Linked DNA regions of Mus musculus: region 1 is linked to region 2. Evidence: chromatin contacts called from public Micro-C data. All regions are on one chromosome and are shown on one strand. The core of a region is the stretch at or near the end of the contact, and the rest is flanking DNA. Distances in the headings are between cores, read along the strand shown.

Evidence for each region. Hi-C and Micro-C count contacts between places; a contact is called where the count stands out from the background.
Region 1: a Micro-C map of stem cell-derived neurons shows a contact between it and region 2, with 9 times the contacts expected there. The contact joins two enhancer-like sites. A contact is called at or near these places in 1 of 15 datasets of contacts at CTCF or cohesin (the G1E-ER4 cell line), 74 of 484 Hi-C or Micro-C datasets (3T3-L1-derived adipocytes, the 63-12 cell line, the AtT-20 cell line and 49 more), 6 of 115 datasets of contacts at active chromatin or transcription factors (astrocytes, bone marrow-derived dendritic cells, embryonic stem cells and 2 more) and 3 of 9 other capture datasets (embryonic stem cells, liver and pancreatic islet).

Annotation. Positions count from the first base shown.
Region 1 is chr12:16,714,775-16,721,455 of GRCm38.p6, forward strand. Greb1 (gene regulated by estrogen in breast cancer protein) reads right to left here. Exons shown (of 35, transcript NM_015764.4): 9 at 6,073-6,201; 10 at 2,402-2,515; 11 at 1,854-1,997; 12 at 3-188. Among named protein-coding and RNA genes, the nearest start is that of Ntsr2, 65 kb to the left of the region's middle. Within about 2 kb of position 4,322, at least 16 of the 459 cell types and tissues checked have an H3K27ac peak or open chromatin away from gene starts, as enhancers often do. A contact at or near this core is called in stem cell-derived neural stem cells and stem cell-derived neurons, where this site is marked.
Region 2 is chr12:16,566,787-16,574,352 of GRCm38.p6, forward strand. It overlaps Lpin1 (lipin 1), which reads right to left. Exons shown (of 21, transcript NM_015763.4): 5 at 6,874-6,999; 6 at 4,378-4,476; 7 at 1,604-1,733. Among named protein-coding and RNA genes, the nearest start is that of Lpin1, 19 kb to the right of the region's middle. Within about 2 kb of position 2,380, at least 73 of the 459 cell types and tissues checked have an H3K27ac peak or open chromatin away from gene starts, as enhancers often do. A contact at or near this core is called in stem cell-derived neural stem cells and stem cell-derived neurons, where this site is marked.

The DNA.
Region 1 (6,681 bases), core at 3,072-5,571, 150 kb after region 2:
ACCGAGTTGGACGAGGTAGTAGACGGTCAGCAACAGCTGTGTCTCCTCAGATATGGGCTGCATGGTGGAGGCACCGTGTTGCTCATAGGCCCTGGCAAGCGACTGGGAGTTCTGGTAGCAGGTGTACAGCAGGGGGCTGACGACCACATCATTCAGGTTTCCGCAGAGGTAGGGAAAGTTCCCATGGCCTAGAGGAGAAGAAAACCAATTCAGCAACTGGTCTTGTGCTCGGCTTTGGTGAGGTACCACTGTAGCTCCCCTGAGCATAAGCGCCAGGAGAACTCTTAGGTCTCTCAGAGGCTCCTTTTCTGAGAAATCTCAGACCTGCTACAGTCCCTGCTGTGTATACCTACTCTGCCCTACTAGAACCTAGGACAAAATGTCATCTATCATGTCCAGCCATAGGCAGGGCATTTGTTTGTTCATGCCATCCAATCTCTTTATTTTGCAGTTGAGCAAGTTCAAGCCCAAATTAAAGAAGCTTGCCCAGAACCAAATGGCAATGGCCTCGAAACAGCCGGCATGTGTGTCGCAGTGAGGACTGTTCGCCAGACGTGTGACCCACCACCACGCCTTGCACCCTCCCAAGGATCGTTAGCTAACAGAGTTAACAAAACAGGTCGGTGTCTAGACCCAAAGATCAGAAAGTGAACAACCTTGAGGAGTGCTGGAGTGGATGTTAGAATCCTTCTGATGACAGCTCTTAGGGTAGACCTGCCCAAGCAGGGGTCTGACCCCTTCTTTGTCATCATTAGCTACATGACCTTAGACAAGAACTTGACCTTCTCTAAGCCTTTGCACAATGGGGAGATGGTAAATGCTCAGTTATGCTGAGAAAGAATGTCCCTCTTTGACTCTCACTATGGGACTCCATGAGCCACTTCCTGAGAAAAACTTTCTCAAACTCAAAGTGTGACAGATTTGCTAAGACATGTGCTGGCCCCACCCACATCTCCAAGTTTCAGAATTTAGGTATGTTCTGTCTCTGGGGCAGGCCTGTGAATCCAACTTTCTGTTTACTCCCCTCTGGTGCTGAGGTGCGGGGTCAGCTGGACAGCACCGTTCACAAATGTGCCAGCTTACAAGCGGCACTGTGGCTACCTTAGAAAAGGGATGCCACGCTTGTCATGCAAGGGGCTGCCGGAAGCCCCCCTAAGAACCGGATGAAAGCTAAGTTACAGAGCTGCTGGCCTGGCCGGGAAGCTGAGGTGGGCATCAGGGAAGGAAGTGCGCTCGAGCAAAGCAGAGACTGCGCTGAGTTTGCTCAGTGTGCGATGCCGGTCTGTGAGCCGGGGTCCACCTCTGAGTCCTGCAGCCTGTCCCAGTTCTGCAGCCTCGCCTCTCTCACCCATTCACCCACAGAACAGCATGAAAGAGCTACAATGCTACCTCCAGGTAACCTATACTAGCCACCACACAGAGGAGATCAAATCCTCTCTTATCTAATGCTTCTGGAACAGTGACTATGTCTGAATGCTGCACAATCCAAAATGACTGGTGGCTTGGGGTGACAGTGGAACAAAGCCACGGGGTTGCTTCGTCCATCCCCCGAGTCCTCCGCAGTAGCTGGACGAGTACAGCAGGGATTCAGTGAAACAGAGAATGAAGGAAAGGACAGCAGATGAGCAAGCAGTGAGTGTCCTGGGTAATGTCACTATGCCCCTGCTGGGACAAACTGTGTCGTTCTCGGCCCTCTGGAGCCTGGGGCCGCTTCATTTGATCATTGCCCTGGATAGCATCCAGATTCGCTCAGGAAGATGCCTATGGACTCGGACTGAGAGGAGGTCACAGTTTCGTGTGGGAGTCCTTGCACACTTCGCTACCTCCACTGCTGGGTGCACTGCTGTACTTGCCTTTAAATATCACTGGCTTGGCCTTGCATATTTTCAGCAAGTTGTCCGGAACAGACACTGGTTCACCAGAGGCCACCACCGGGAAGGTGACTGAAGCTGGTCCCACCAAGCCAGCCTGGGGCACACAAGGTATGCTGGTACCTTCTAGAAACACAGCAAGTAGATTAGTAAAACACAGCAAAGGAGGCATCTGTCCCCAGCCCGCCCAACATCCACCCGCCCACAAAACTGCTGCCTCCATACTCATAAACCTGTGGACTCACTCAGCCCCACCTTCCCCGCCAATAAACACTGTCCACACCATCAGCTGAGGAGCTGCTTGGAGACCTTGCTAGGTCAGGGGGCTGATACAGAACTATCACAGGAGACTGGACCTCAGGAAGCAGCAGGAACATGAGAAGAGGTCCTTCTGCTATGCCAGGGTCTGGCTGCTCAGAACCCCCTTGTACATCTGCCTGCCCACGTGTGCATATATGCACACATGCTGCTAGCAGGCCACCACCACTGGTACCCAACTTTAGGATTTGGGCAAGGCCTTAGCCACTTACCGTGCTTGGCTCTGTTGCCACCACCCTGAATGAAGCCACCATCCGTGGTTGATTTAGACTCCGGGGACCACCCTTTGTGCCGTTTTTTGGGAGGCCCAGAGTTTGGCAAGATACCTAGACAATAGTTAAGAGCATGGGTTAGGCCACCATTGGAAACTGGCATCAATAAAAACCTTTCCTGATTTGGAGTGTCCGTCTGTTTTGTTTTGTTTACAAAGGTAGGGCTCAACTCCAGGACCTTGCACGTGCTAGGCAGATGTTCTAACACTGGGCTTAACCTTAACACTATCCTTAGCCCTTGGTAGTTTTAAAAATCACGGCCTTTAAAAAAAAATCACAGCCTTACAATGGGTTTTAAGCTCTAGTCAAGTCTCTAGGCAAAAGGAAACACCCTGTCCATTTTTATAATGTTTCACTCCACAGTTGCATTTAGGCTGCACCTCTCTAAGATGCATTTTTAAAAAACGGCCATAATAATAACAAAATCTAATGAGAAAGTGGTTTAATCAGAAGTAGAGAGAATACAAGTAAAATGCTTAAATGAAATGCTTAGCCAAGGGTTTGGGCTCAGTAAACTGCAGCCACCAGCATCAACCTCCTATTACTGAAATGTCCAGCACTCAGTGCACCAACACAATTTTGCCACTTGAGGGCAGTGCTGATCCACTGCACACCCCCTTCCTGCCCTCCAACCCCACTGTCACCCCCCATCCAACCTGGACAGCTAATGTCACATGTTGCAAAGGAAGACCAGAGGCTGGACCCACTGTTGCATGTGAGTCTCTGCCCACTCTAGACGGCAACATGCTCATGACTTAAATCTATTTGTAAATTATTCAAAGTACCAAGAATGGGCCACCATATTTTCTTGAAAATCCTGACAAATTTTCTCATCTCTAGAGCCCCTTGTCTTAACCCTGCTGTACTTTAAATTCACCTGGACACTTTTAAAACCACCTAGCCAAGGGTGGCGGTGCATGCCTTTAATCCCAGCACCCAGAAGACAGAAACAGGCAGATTTCTGTTGAGCTCAAGGCTAGCCTGGTTTACATTGTAAGTTCCAGGCCAGCTAGGGCTACATGGTGAGACTCTGCCTTTAAAAACAAGATAAGCAAACAAAAACCTGTCTGTCTGAGCACAAGCCTAGTCCAAGGAACTCAAGTAGCTCAGCATGTGGGGAGCGCGTCATTCTGATAACTGGAGCTCCCAGATGATCTGAACCCAGGCTGAGGGTAACATCACCTTCAGTGGAAGCAGAGAGCACACACAGACCTGGAAGATGCTCATCCAAGCTGTCTCTGCTAGACTCTCCTTAGAGCTACCACAGAGGGCCTCTGAGTTAACGGTAAGGGTGCACATGCTGTCACTAGTAGTGCACATGCTGTCACTAGTGCCTGGGTTTTTCTGAAGCCTGAGGCAGTTTGAGATTGACTGTCGTAGAGTCCCTCCAAAGGGACCTCAAATGCAACCTCATCATTAGACAGACCAAAGCAGAAGAAAATAGAGAGAAACAAAGTAGCACAGGGTTGAAGGGCATGAAGTACTTTCCCTACAAAGCCCTTTCAAACCGGCAGGTTTCTTTGCATCAGAGATAGGGCCCTACCTCTGCACCAGGTGTTCAGCTCGCACAACACTAGTCCCAGAAACAGAGGAAGAACTCCTCAGAGAGAGGACGGGCCGCTCCTCTAGGAAGTGCTTCTGAACTACTAGAGGGCAGGGCTGCAGCTGAGGATTCTCTTCCTCCTCTAGAAGGTTAACAGGAAATGCCTCTACTGGGACTCTTCCCCAGTAAGTACTCTCAAAACATCAGATACCAGCGTACCTGGTAGAGGGGACCCCATCTGGCATTTCTGAGGAGGAGGTCCCCTGCTTCCTTAGAGCCCAACCCTCGTCTGAGACAAGGCTCCTAGTTCATATCCTCCACCAGGGGGCAGCATTTCACTGAGAGCAGCCAGTGTCACTCAGAAGGAGTTTCCTACACACTGCTTTTGAGTGTCTCCTTCCCCCAAGGACAGAAGGCATGATAGCTCTGATTAATATGCCTGTACTCAACTCTGTGACTCGGGTGAGCCAGTGTCTCTGACTTAGTCCCTCTCTCTGTCAGGCTCACCAGAGCCGTGTGCTGGGACTTCAAGAATTCTTTAATGGGAGAGGAGACTATGGCCCTGAGTTGAGCTCTAAAGGCCATCTAACAGAGGTGGGGTGAGCACTTAGAGACGGGATAGAGTGTGAACATCATGTTGAGCCACCAAGGCAGTGAACAGCTGAAGGCGGAGAATGGGGTTCAACGGGCTGATCCCAGAAGATCTTTTAAGGCTCCAGCAGCCTGGAGTTTAAAGATCTCCATTCCCCACACAACTCCACAAAGTAGGCTTGGGGAGTTCAAGTCCAATCCTGAGGGAGCCTCTGTAGGCTACTGCCCAAAGCCAAGCTCCGGGCCCAGGCTGAGCAGAGCTGGCACACTGTTGCCTGAGGTATGAGTTGTATGACACCAGGACTAAGTGTCTTCTAGCTAAGCTCAGGGGGAAAGCCATGGACAGCGAGGACCTCCTGTCCTTATGACCAAGGGCAGTCTTTGGTTATGTGGCTGCTGCTGCATCAGCACCTGGAGGAGAAACAGCCCCTGGAGGAAGGTAGGAGTCTTCAGGGTAGGGTGGGGAATGATAAGGGCTCCAGGAACGTGGAAGCTAGTCAAGACTGAAGAGTCTTGGATCCATGCAGGGGCAGGAGGATTGCATCTACAGAGAAGCCTCTGGGCACAACAGAATTATATTCCAGCCCAGGGTGCTTCTCTGAACCTCAGTCTCTTCCTCAGTGGTAAAAATAAAACTCAGGCACCACACTCTACCCATGAGCTGCAACCCCATTCCTAGGATGGACATTTTCTAAGGATCCTTCCAGTGTAGTGTCTCAGACCCTAAGCGCCAGCTCAGCCCTGTTCACAGAGTCAAGGGAGGAGGGAGAGACAAAGCAAGAAGAGAAGGGGAGCAGAGAAGACTTGATGTCAGAAGGCTTGAAAGCAGAGAAGTCTTGTCCCTAAGACGTGTCCTTAGGAACAGCGATGGTGGGAGAGCACTGGACTGGAGTCTGAAGGCAGTCCCCAGGTCTCTTTGCCCCCTTCCTCCCACAGGTCTCTGGTACTCATTTATCTCCTCCACCAGATATTAACTGGGCAGGCAAGCTTCCGTGGTGGGCTGATGCTGATAACCATCACCTGTATCATTCAGTGATCTCCCAGATGTGCAGTGATTCCATGCAGCATCTGGAGAGACTCTTACTGTCCTCACAGTGGCATACTAACTCCCAAGGAGGGATGGCTGAAGAGACTGCGTGGTCCTATGGCTTACAAGACAGAGCTGGGCTCTGAGTTCATTCTTACCTGTTCTGACATCAATACTCCCAATCTTCCTGACACCTACTTCAGAAGAGGTCACCTACCATCAGCACAGAGCCCTCACTGCCCCTCAGCACACGTGATGCCTCCCACACATGACTCGCACAGCACTGGCTCAGGCAGAGACCGAAGGACATGTGACACTTATCCTGATGCTCACTAATGCAGCATTAGACTCTGGAGGCTCCATGCCTCCAGTCCCATAGCTCCCATGCCCTCTCTGGCCCAGGCCTAGAGAAAAGAAGGACCCCGGCACCCCCAGAGTCAGCAGCACTACCCAAGGCTGAGGGGCGCGGCAGGGCAGACAGGCTACTCTTCACCAGCTGTGGGTGCTTGGGGGAATCCTTGCCATTGAAGACTGCAGGACCTGTTGCTGTGGTCACTGAGGGGTGATCAGAGGCTGGTCCTGAAAGCAGAAAGGATGGAAAGGGGGTCAGACCACAGGCTGCACTAGAGACAGACAAACATACTAGCTCCGTGTTGGTGGGTCCCATCAGGAATGTAGGGATCCTCACATAGTAATTCTGCCACTTAAACACGCACACACACACATGCACACGCACACACACATGCACACACACAGAGAGAGAGATACATACATGCATCCATGTGTGCACATTTGCTTATACACTCAAAAACCCACATACTCATGTATGTGTGCATAGAGAAACACATGCATACCTGTGTGCACATTCTTTCCCATATGGACATACACGTGCACATATGAATGCAAACACATTTCCAAACTTCACAAACATGTACACACATGCACAGTATGCATATAGGAGCATATGCCTGTTCTCCTATTTACACATTCAAGTGCACAGAAGCATACTTAATAAACACACAAATGTACAAGGAACAAATATACACCAATACATGTATG
Region 2 (7,566 bases), core at 1,130-3,629:
GGGAAAGAAGCCACCCATAACCAGCCACAAGAGACCCACTCTCTGCATTCACTCATGCACTCATTACATGCACTGAACGGAACTTCAAGGGACCATAATATCCTCTAAGAACCTTGTGATATAGATTTAATGTATATGTAAACGTGTGTGTGTGTGTGTGTGTGTGTGTGTGTGTGTGTGTGTGTGTGTGTGTGTGTGTATACATACGTATTAGATATATCATAGACAGGGTCTTGCTATGTAGAACTTGCAAGACCAGGCCTATCTCTGACTCCCCCTCAAGTGTAGGGATTACAAGAATGCACCACCATATCCAGCCTTTATGATTTATTCTTAAAGGTGGAAATGAAATCATTTAAGATGTCTGTAATGCGCTGAAATATGAGGCACAGTGTCTTGAAACAAAATCCTGTCATCCTGTGTTCTTGGAAGTGTGCCTGATTTATTTATATATATATATAAATGTATATGTAAATATATATGTATGTATATGTGTGTGTATATATATATGTGTGTGTGTATGTATGTATATGTATATGTATATGTATATGTGTATGTATATGTATATGTATATGTATATGTATATGTATATATATATATATTACCAACTGTATATGTGAACTTTACAGGGTGAGAAGATGAGAAACCGAGGCACACCCAAGAAGGAAGAAAGGGAATACTGAGCTGGAGAGATGGTTCGTAAGTTGGGTTCCCAGTACCCACATCTGGTAGCCCAAGCTACCTAATCATAGCACACTACCTGGGACTCCAGCTCCAGGGAATCAATGCTCCTGGTCCCCTTGGGCGCTTGCATTTATATGCAAATGCACACCATGTACATCATTACAAAATATTTTTTAGAGAAGACTTGAGGAAGTGACTTCACACACCATCTCTTTCAGCTTATCTGTCTATTCATATATTTTACTGATAAGGATATGCAGGCTTCCCCATGTCCAAGATCACCTTGCTGTCAAGTGCAGTGGGGAACTCACACCCAAGGCAATGCGCCTCCCAGACCCTCCTGGCCTCTACCACACGGAGGTTTTCTCCATCTCCTCCGGGGTGTACAAAGGTTTAGGATCAAGACCTCACCAACTAGATGTTAGAACTATTCCCCACTGATGAGCTGCAAGCTTCGCACACTGCGGTCCACTGGCTTCTTCTCGTCCTTACACCGCACACACCCCCATCTCAGCCCCAGTGGCTTCTCTCTACAGGAGAGCCTAGCCTTCCTAGATAACAGCATTTCTTCCAAGGGGCTCAGATTGCACCGCTCCATTCCTACGACATGATACCTCTCTAACCACCATGGGCCTTGGGGAAGTAAGGCTGCAAAGAAGCTAGGGTCTGTACACAAGCTGCGTTATCTTCTTTACTGACTTTGCATTTTTATATTTAATATATATTTTATATTATATTTGCGATATACAGTGTAGGTTCTTTTGTTCAAAATACACAGCCACACCCTGCCCAGAGGCACACTTGCTGAGTCAGCACCCCGGGAGTCCATCCCTTTACAAAGCTGGGATGGTAATTCCACACAGATGGAGCTAACTTACACACCCTCGATGCACCGTAACACTGAGATTCAAAGGCTTACCTTTGCAGCCTGTGGCAATTCACCCCACAGCCAGAGCATTTCCAGGTTATTCTTTGGCGTCAACCTGTCTGCAGACTTACTGACCAGCTCAGAGTCACTTTTTGGTGTTGAGGGCCGGGAGCCTGAAGGACTTAAGGAAACACAAAACCATGATTTGAATGGGGGGAAAATCAGAAAACAACAACAACAGCAGCAAAACAACAAAGTAAAAAATAAAAAACCTTTGGTTTTGTCTCAGAGTCAAAGGTTCTAGTAACCCAGAAGATACGTCCCTGGGGCCGTTCCCTCTGACAAGCCTTCCTTTGGCCACTAGAGGTCACTGTTTACCACCTCTAACAAGGTAACAAGGTGGCCAGCCTTGTAGCCAAACTGAAGGACAGTAAAAGGAGCTATAACTTGAGAGGTGAGGGGGATAGAATCAGAAATGGAAATTCTCAATAAACTAAAGAAAGGAGGAGGAGAGAAGGAGGAGGACGGAGAAGAGGAGGAGGACAGGGGAGGACAGAGATGAAGAGGCGAAACAATCAGAGGGGCAAAGAGAGCAAAAGTGGGGAAGGGTTCTTGGGTACAAACTGCTGTCCTTTGTCACACACAGGCTTCTCACCCGTGCTCTCACTTTCCTAGCAAGCACCAGCTCTCCAGCAGGTGCAAAGGGGTCCTGACCAGCTGACACTGTATCCCAGGTTTAGACACTGGCTTTGAGAACAAGGAAAACACCCTGTGTGCCAACTTCACTACACTGGATCACCAGGCAGCTGTCTCCAGGAACCTATCAAACAAAGGCTTTCTGTGTCACCTCACTGTGCTGCTCCTAAGTGACAGTGACGCGCCTCCATTCCACGGCACACATTTTTACTTCTAACATTTGAACCAAGTCTCATGTCTGTTCGGCCAAATTAACGGGCCAAAAGTATCAATGCAGACCCACGATTCTCACAGACACCAAGCTACAAGGCCGGAAGAAATGTCATAGTTCTCTTTCTTTTTATTCTCCCACACCACTTCCCTCAAGAGGAACATAGCAGCCCTTTCACACAAAGCAGGAAATGGCTTCTCTACAGCCCCTATCCGTTCCCCTGGCTGTGCCAAATCTCACTTATCTGAGTCCCATTGCCAACTCAAGATGGCACTTCCTGTTGGTTAAAGAAGAGCCCCGTAGTGCACACAACTCCGTGGCCAAGTGAACTTGTATCTATTTGAGAGATTTTCTACATAGCTAGCCTGGCCTTGTATGGTGCTTCCATAAAGCCAGACCTCAGGCTCTTTGACCCTCGTTTTACAGTGAGGCACAAAGGGCTTCCCCCTTCCCTTGGCACCCGCTGACCACTGATCTTCCCAATGAAAGCACACTACCATAGGGCAACCCTCATGGTCTAGCCTGACTGGGGAGGAGGCTCCTGGTAAATCATATTGTGAGAGCTTCTACGATAGAACCCTACACCATACAGACAAGACACACACACAAAAAGAGCTTCTACAATAGAACCCTACACCATACACACCACACGGGAACTGGAGAGGTAGCTGGGAAGGTGGAACACTAAGGAGAGTTAACAGTTCTTACAGAGGACTGGAATTCCCGGTACCCATACAGGCTGCTCACAGCTGCCTCTAACTCCCACTCTAGGGAACCCAGTGTCCACTTGTAGACGTCACTTACACAAGCACACAGCCACCTACATGAATGCGCACATATGTGCTTTGAAGAGGGGGAGTCAGTACTTATAATTAAATGTAAAATCAATTTTTAAATTTTAAGTCAAATAAAATTGTAACAGTTATGATCCCCAGACAGAAATTAATCAGTGCTTACTTTGATTATAAAGTTTCAAAAGTAGATGAGGAAATGTCCACAAAATTAACAATACCGAGGGGATGTGGGGGAGGCCCTGATAAAAACACAAGCCCATGCCCCAAGACTGGTCCTAAGCCGTTCTTCTAAATTCTGCTCTAGAAATGCCGTGGAGATTGTGGGAACCCATTATACAGAAAGCCTAATAGGCTGTTTAAATATTTATAGTAAGTGGCTATTCTAAAGTGGTGCTCTAAAATTAGCTCAGAGACTTGTCTGTCAATTGCCCCACCACAGAAAACATGGTCTCTCAGTCTCCAGCTCCTTGTCCGGATTTTCAAGGCCACTCACAGAGTCAAGCAGCACCTAGGACAGACCATCTGAGGAATTCTAAGCAAGCCTAATCAGGGCTCATTGCTTAAGAATGCATGCTCACCAGGCGTGGTGGTGCACGCCTTTGATCCCAGCCCTCTCCGGAGGCAGAGGCAGGCGGATTTCTGAGTTCGAGGCCAGCCTGGTCTACAAAGTGAGTTCCAGGACAGCCAGGGCTATACAGAGAAACCCTGTCTCGGGAAAAACAAACAAACAAACAAAAAAACCTCATGCTCCTCTTCCAGAGGTTCTAGGTTAAATTCCCAGTGCACCCACAAGGTAGCTCTCCATCCTTCCCAACTTCAGTTCTGGGGGGACCCACCGCCCTCTTCTGGCCTCCTCAGGCACTGCATGCATGTGGTACACAGACATACATGATGCAGGCACACATTCAAGCATATCAAAGTAAATACATCTTTAAAATAAACATGTCTAATCGCCTACTTACAACTTAAAACGAAAGGAAGTATTTTTTCATAAGTAAGTTGGTTAGTGAGCACAACTGATTTTAAGTGTTAGATCAAAATTTGTTTTATATCCTGCGAGTTAATTTTCATTGCAAGTGATTGGAGTTAGAATTAGATCACAGCTTCTGTAAAAACAGGTCTACCTTTCCGAAGCATGGAAGTGGCAAGACTGCAGAGGACAAGAGCTAGAGAGAACTCCCTCGGCCAGGTGAGGGGGAGTCCTCTGGCAATCTACCAGGCTGCTGGAGGCACCGGACGGACACACAGCAAAAAGAAAGGGGGGGAAAATGTCACAGTCAGTTAAACGAAATGTTCTACCACTGCTTGTGGCTCTCAGCACAACGACTCTAAGAAATGGAAACGTTTGGCTGTCACCCAGCACCAGCAAAAGGCCAGCTACCTTGAAATCCGTAGGAAATCAACGTGACCTTTCTCTTGCGCTCGTCTCCTGCTACCCAGGCTGCCTCAAACCAGCTTTGTAGCTGAGGACGACCTTGAACTGCCCGGTTTTCCACCCTGACAGGGAATGAATCCAGGGCATCATGCGTGCTAAGCAAGCACCCACTAACCTGAGCTACCTCCCTACACCATCAGCATGAACTTCCTGGGATGCAAAGATAGGAAGCTGCCAAGACCCATTTCCCATTTGATCCTTGTGCCTTCAGCCAAGGCAAGACCACACATGTCTGGTTGAACCTCAGCATAGAATCAAACTCCATGATCTACAGACTCAGACATGGGCGCTCTCTCTCTCTCTCTCTCTCTCTCTCTCGTTTCCTATAAAACACATTATTCCAAGTGTGGACGACGTAAGAATCTATGTATCCTTATGTTCAATCCATGTGACAACAGTCACATAATCTGATGCCATCAGTATCCTGGACTCACAAGGAGAACAAGAGAGACAGTGAGTCCCTCCCTGGGCTGTCCTAAACATTCCTTTTACATTCTTCAGATTAATGAAGAATAGGTTTCATCAATCAATTAACAGCGTCTAAAGACGGTGCTCTGTTTTCTTCCTAAGTCAGTATGTCTTCTCTTCTTTGGGATCATCTCCCTGAACCAGGACAAGAACACATGAGGTTCCAGGCATCTTAGAGAGGTGTAGATAGTTGTCTGCTGGGTCCAAAGAATGGATCACTGACCTAAAAGGTTTATTATGAAAACAATATTTAAAATATCTCATTAATGTTTTTAAATGGATTACTCTGTGAAATGTGGGTCGAATAAAATCTTTTAAGTTAATTTGATTTTTTTGCAAAGGTTTTTTTGTACTTGTGTTTGTGTGCATGTGTGCATGCATGTTGCTTTTGTCAGGGCATTTTATTACAACAATAGGAAAAGAAATTAAAACAACATGTCTAATATAAAACTACATACATATACATATTTATATATATACATACATTCACACATGCATATATATATACTTACATATACTTATATGCTTATAAATATATACTTATATACATATATGTACTTATATACACATATATACATAAACATAAGCATTATATATATATATATATACACACATACACACACACACACACATATACACACACACACACACATATACATATATATGGCTAAGTATTTGGTACCTAATGGAAGGTCTGATCTCTAAGCAAGTAGACCCTATCCTCTGGTAGATGAGCATTTCCAGTCAGTCCCAGCTAGGATCAAGCATGATAGCTCAGCCCTAGCTTATGACTTGCGGCTGCCTTATTCTCAAGATGACCCTGAGCAAACTGGAACCAAGACAGGTGTCTGACAAGGATGGCAGCGCATGCCACAGTCCCAGGGTACACTCACTTCCATTCTAAACTACAAGTAAACATACAGCATCCGGTAGGCTAGCCCAAGGACACCATAGCCACCATGTTGCTTAGCTGGCTTGACTATATCCACATCCCCAAACAGCTTGGCAAGTTAACAACCTATCCTCCACCCACCATGACACTTAAAACTATGGTCCTTTAGAGGCCACAAACCATTATCATGCCCAGGATCTGTCTGCCACCCAAGAAGCAACCAGTTTTCTCCCTAGCAGGGGTGAGCCTGTCCCACAAGAAAACAGGGTCTTTGCCCTCCCTAGGTTCTTGGCAGAACTTCGGGAAGGTCACTTGTGCCCAGAGGAGCTGCAGTTCCGTTCTCAGGTTCACATGGAGCTCCGGGACAAGGGGAAAGGCATTCCAGGGAAGCAGGAGCGCCTGAATCCAGCAGTGTGGATTAAACGGAGGGCAGCATCCCTTTGCCAGTCCTCGGTGATGTCAGAGCCCCACAGCAGCAATGTCCCTGCATCTAAACGTCACTTCAAGGCTAAGGACCAAAGCCAGGTTGGCCATGCTGTCCTCTCCTGCTGCCAATGGGCACTAGGTAACTCAGCAGGTATTTTCCCTCCTGCTGGGCCTCTGACCCACAGAACCTCGCAAGATGCCTGCAGATGGAATCTCAATTCAGCGCAGGTCTGAGATTCATTTGCCTTCTACCTTCACTCCTAATTTACACCCCTCATCACACACATTCAAGATTTTCTGATCCTAATTATTTTCAGTTTTAATTTCTATTTCACTATTTCTTTTAGACATATTTTCTATAGCTGACTTCAAAACCCTCTGACACACATAGCAACTTACCTGGGGCTGGGGGACCATTCTCTGTCCGAACTGGGATACGATGCTGACTGGGGGTACGTTGAAATCGAGGGGAAGTTTTCCTTAGGAATATCATCTTGGAATGGTGGTACATCATTAGGAAGAGTTCTAGAGGGAAAAGCCAAATTTTTTTTTTTTTAATTACCAAGGGCAGATTCAAAACACAGCCAATTTCTTCTTGCTTACATCTAAGGACCTCACTAATTAGCATGTCCTCCATCACATACACAGGCGCATGCTATGGTGTGGAGATGAAAATGGAAAAGGTAAAAGTCGGCACATATAAGTGTGCATTTGTGCATCTGTCTTGGGTTGACTGTAAACCTAAAATGACCTTCCCAGGGCATGAGCATAATGACTGTACCAATCAAGTACCACTGCAGCATCCTTACGCATATGTGTGTACCACTGCAGCATCCTCACGCATGTGTGAACCACTGCAGCACCCTTGAGCATGTGTGTACCACTGCAGCATCCTTACGCATATGTGTGTACCACTGCAGCATCCTCACGCATGTGTGAACCACTGCAGCACCCTCGAGCATGTGTGTACCACTGCAGCATCCTCAAATATGTGTGTGTACCACTGCAGCATCCTCACGCATGTGTGTGTACCACTGCAGCATCCTCATGCATGTGTGTACCACTGCAGCATCCTCACGCATGTGTGTGTAC